Regions from separate parts of the Gossypium hirsutum genome. Here region 1 is linked to region 2. A link is a contact called in public Hi-C data. All regions are on one chromosome and are shown on one strand. Each heading gives the region's core, a stretch centred on a gene start, on an enhancer-like site or on the middle of the called end of the contact. The rest is flanking DNA. Distances are from core to core; before and after follow the strand shown.

The links. Hi-C and Micro-C count contacts between places; a contact is called where the count stands out from the background.
Region 1: a contact with region 2 is called in a Hi-C map of leaf, with 1.9 times the contacts expected there. The contact joins the promoter of LOC107954842 here to the promoter of LOC107934648 in region 2. A contact is called at or near these places in 3 of 34 Hi-C or Micro-C datasets (callus and leaf).

What each region holds. Positions count from the first base shown.
Region 1 is chrA01:5,476,502-5,479,201 of Gossypium_hirsutum_v2.1, reverse strand. LOC107954842 reads left to right here and starts at 1,338. Exons shown (of 2, transcript XM_016890531.2): 1 at 1,338-1,570; 2 at 1,873-2,270. The coding sequence starts at 1,363. The coding sequence ends at 2,009.
Region 2 is chrA01:5,333,075-5,335,774 of Gossypium_hirsutum_v2.1, reverse strand. It overlaps LOC107934648, which reads right to left and starts at 1,425. Exons shown (of 2, transcript XM_016867127.1): 1 at 1,157-1,425; 2 at 480-842. The coding sequence starts at 1,410. The coding sequence ends at 680.

The DNA.
Region 1 (2,700 bases), core at 89-2,588, 140 kb before region 2:
AATGTAGAAAATGGTAAATACAACATAAATCACACAATATACTTTAACATTTCATGCATATATAATAAAAAATGATGAATAATGGCATAAATGACACAATATACATTATCATTTTATGCATATATGATCATAGATAACATAAATATACATGCATTATCGTTACATGCAAAATACAACGTAGAGCATAATGAATACAACAATATAAATTGCAATATATATATACAACAATATTTCATGCAATTGTAGCTTAAATCAACATAAACAATTAATTTTCATGCAAACGTGATAAACAACAAATCATGTAAACAACAAATAGCTAGTGAGATAGCATTAGCATGTTAAAACAATAAATACAAAAAATATAAAGTGAATAAACAAATCATGAACATAAAAACAAAAAAAAAACGAATAAAATAATAAAAAAGAAGTAAAAAATATATTAGAGCAATGTATAAATGATAAAGGAGAGTTTTTAAAAATAATTACTATATGTAATACATTACATAATATAATAATTCAAGGTCAAATCATCATATTGAATAGGAACAAAATTTTATACTTTTTTTAAAAAATATTATATACTGACCTCTAAATAATGATATATAAATGTAATTTTTAGTAATAATTTAAAATTTTAATTATACATAATAAACAGTTAATAAAATGATATAAAATAAAATAATAAGTAATTAAAAATGATATAATATAATAATTTCCATATATAAATATAGTAAGATAAATAATATATAAAGTAAAATGCATATATAATATAAAAAACGTATATAATATAAAAATAATATACATTATTTATATATATAACTAATGTTTAAAAAATACATATAAAAATTTATAAGAAACGTATATAATAATATAATATGAAAATAATATACATTATTTTATATAACTAATATTTAAAAATAATAATACATATAGTATTTGAAAATAAATTAAATATATATAAAAAAGGACTAAGATCGAAATTTTTTAAAAAAAACTAGGGCTAATTACAAATAAATAAAAATTTGGGGTTTAATTGAAATGCGCATTAGAAATGAGGGACTCACTGGGAAATTATCCCTAATCCCCAAAACGACATCGTTCTCGGCACAGGTCTTACAATGGCTATTAGGACCAAATTACAATAAATGTAAAAGTTTAGAACCAGATTGAAATAAAAATAAAATGAATTTTAGAAAACATAAAAATACGGAAGGATCAATTGGGAAATTATCCCTTTAAACAAAAAATGCGCGGATCCTCACTTTGGAACGACGTCGTTTTGGTTATTAAACAACCATTCTAAAATGACGTCGTATGGGCTATCAATAAATACAAAAAAAGTTTGAAAATTCATTTGGTTCCATGTTTTTAAAAAAAAAAAGAAAGTTCTCTGAAAAGGAGAATAGGAGAGCCTTTCCAGGTTTCTCCGACCTCTGTCAGACCAGACTCCGGTCACCGGGTTCATGCGTCCACGCGCTACACGCGCTACACGCGCTACACGCGCTACACGCGCCACCGTACACGACGGTTTGGAAGGTTCAAAACCTTCACTTTCCTTGGCGAATCACAGGTAACCCCTTTTCCCATTTTAAAATACCAATTTTTCACCAAAATAACTCGCATACATGTTGAACCATAGATAACAGAATATGAAACTAAAGTCACCTTTTAAAGAAACTGCTTGAATTTCTATGAATATCCATATATCTGTTCTCTTTTGTATATATTTTTCGTATGTATAAAAAAAAAGGCCTCTCTTTTACAGTGAAATCATTCAGCTTTTATAGCCTCTATTTACAGGTTTGTATATTCTCTACTCGATTTTTGCCATATTTGCATTCGTCTTTGCTGTTCCTCTTTCCTTTTTTGCAGGTACCATCGAGGATCTCACGGCGAGGAGTGGGCTGGCGTTGATCCGTGCGCCAATCACGACGCAATACAGAGCCTGGAATCACGGCACTGATGGAGGTGACGATGACGGTCACTGGAACGGCGCAAAAAGGGTGTGAAGATTGGCGTGCCTGCGGTGCAAATTCTGGAACCTTCCTCTAGCGTTTGCAGTGCCTAGGGTTTCAAAAACCCTAGGTCTTCCATCATCTGTTTGTAATTTGGGACTCCTTGGGCCGTGCCCATTTGTGGGTTGGGTGTAACCGGGCATAGGGTTCTTAGGCTACATGGGTCTTGAGTCATCAGGCTTTTAGGCCCATTTCTAAACTGGACATTACAACATGGACATTTATTTATTTAATTTACAAATTTCGTTTATTTCATTGCATGGGCCCTGGCAAATTTGGGGTGCTACAATAGAGTCGATATCATCTGGCACGAAATCAAGTTGTAGATCCCAAGTTGTTGAGCACCATTGGAAGGGAACATTTAAAAGTCAAGAATTGTGCCTTATCCATTTTGCAAGTTGGCTTAGAATGTTCTGCAGAGTTTCCAAATGATAGGCTTCATATGAAAGAGGTTGTTACAAAGTTAAAAAAGATCAAAGTAAAGTTATTAAGGGATATGCGACGCGTTCGATGAAGAGACCATTGTTAAATTGACTAAAATAAACATAAGCTTTGCTTTCTAGCAATGTCTTTGATAAATATTTATACAGATGCTCTGTTTTCCTAGAAAGTTTATTAATAGTTATTTCTACATTTAGTGATTTTTTTTAAAAAAAAAATAAGTTTAAGGAATTAGCTACAATAA
Region 2 (2,700 bases), core at 176-2,675:
TGGTTTTAGGAGGTTAATGTGCTGAACATATGATTTGGTTTGGTCATGATATTGAAGAGACACCCAAAACACTTAAGTGTTTGGAGTTCTTGAAAGCTTAAATGAATTCAATTAATATTGAAAATCAAATACAATGTAGAGACTTTGGATGAAAGATTTGTTTCAAAAAATGAAAATCTCTTGGTAAGAGTATTTTCTAATTTGATCATCCTAATTTATGTTGGTTATGATATTTGTTTTGTTTAGCTTATATGTCATGCTCTACATCTTGAATTTATCTTTGATGACTTTGGCACTTTCTTGGTTGATTACCTGATGAACAAATAAACTTGGTTGTTGATATGAGGAGTGTATGTTCGATCATGGTTCTACCTCTTAGGTAAAAACATATTCTTGTTCCTTTCATAGTTCATACTTGACTTGTCTGGATTAAAAGCTAATTATTTGTTGTTAGTTTTGTCAAAATATCAAAGGGGAGATTGTTGGAACTTTGACTACTTCTCTTGTTCCACTTCATGTTTAAACATCATACATGTAAGGACCCAAATTTGCCCGGGCCCGAAGAAAAACAAAAATTAAAATAAATAATAAAGCTAAAAAAAATCCAAATAATAAAACAGTCCAAGTCCATTTACACATCAAAAAAAGGGCCCAAATTAACCTAATTATAACCTAAGTATTAGCCTAGAAATACAAGGCCCAAAATCAAAACACCAACAGGAAACCCTAGGGTTTCCACCTTTGCGCTGCAGCCTTCAGCCGCCGTACAGCCCCAAGGCCTCTCCGTACCTCCGTACGCAGCACCGCACGCCGCACCGCACGCCAGCTGGCCTTCTCCGTACCTGCAAAAATGGACAGCAACAACAACAGAAAAGAACAAAAACAATTGTATTTTTCTTTTTCTTTTTTATTATTATTATTTTGGCTATATAGAAGCCCTAGGGGATCATTGTAAAGGGGGGACTGGCACAATACACGCATATTATACAAAAAAAAAGGAAGAGCAATCGAATACAAAAAAGAATCAAAGTGTTTCTTTCTGTTCTGTTTTCTCATTTCCTTTGCAAGTCCAGTTTCGAATATAACACACATATATATAGATATTCAAAAAGAAAGCGAAAAAAGGTTACCTTTTGAGATCAGGGAAGGAACCTACCTTCGGTTTCGGCCATCGGAGACCCTTTCTCCTGCGTGGATTCGGACCGAGGGGCGCATCTTGCTTCCTTTATTCTCGAGCCTTGAACCGTGACGGGGAGGAGGTGCGTTTGGCACTGATGAATCCTTGGAGTCGGCTAGGCAGAGAAGAGTGGGAGAGCTCTCATTTTTTTTAGATCTAGGGTTCAAATGAGGGTAAAAAAATTTTAGGCATTTATGGTAACGAGGAAACGACGTCGTTTCGTTCAATTCCATAATGCCTCAAAATGACACCGTTTGGTGTGTGACCCGATGACCCGACCCGGATTCTCCTAGGATCCGCGCGTTTCTGCAAAAATGGGGATTTTTTCGCGTTGGTCCTTCCCCTTTCGCGTTAGTGTTCAATTAGGCCCCGTTCACATTTTCTTTATTTTTAAATTTTTCCTAGAATTCGCGTAGCATTTCAATGTAACCCACGCCTAAACGCAGTGTTTTGGGATCTGGTATATTGCCAGTATTGGTCCCCGTGCGTCTGCGCGCATTGCGCTTTAGTCCTCCCTTTAATTTCAGCAGTGCATTTTATTTATTAAATATCCTTGTAATTTAATTTTATTTTAATTGAGCCCATTTGATTTGTATAGTTTATTATTTTTTAAATCGACTTAATATTTTTTTTATATATATGTATATACATACCTTTTTTGAATTATCATGATAATATTACCCCCTTTTTTATATAAAGTCTTTATTTTAAAGTTTTTTATCATATTGTTTTAAAAATTTTGTGTATTACTTCATTTAAATATTCATATATAATATTATGCATACATAGTCCATGGCCAAATTAGTTTTTATTCAATATATTATTAATTCCATGGTTACTTTTACACACATAGTTCCTTTTAAACCTATTTATATATATATATATAATTCACATCTCAAGAATATATCCTGTTATATATATATATTTTTAGGACCTTTCATATTTTACATATTATTTAAATTATCTTTCACTACATGTACATATTTACGTTCTAGCCATTTTTCCATATTAATTTAAAATTTGTTGTGCCCTTTACTTTTAAATTGTTTCATTATTGACCTAAGGCTTCCCTACATTATTTTAAATATGTTATTTATTTTATACGGTTACACATATGTATATATGTTTTTTTGTTAAATCTATTCATGTATATAATGTACTCCTTTTGAGGTCCTATTTCAATGCATGTTTTTTATCCTTTAAACATTCATCTAGTATTATTTATATATAAATTTGTTTATTTCAAACACTACCAAATATTTTTCTTATAGAGTAAATTATTTGTATTTTATGTGTACTATCTATCTAGATTAACATATTGATATATATATTATTTTGTATATTACTTATTTCTTTGTTTGCGTAATGTTCATTTTAAAAAAAAATTAATCTATATATTACTATGCTATATACGATTTTATGTGGTTCTTATTTTGTGATTTATTTTAAGATCAAATTATTTTACAGATTTTGTTTTAAATTCTACTTATTCATTCATAAGTGTTTTAACGTTATTTTCACAC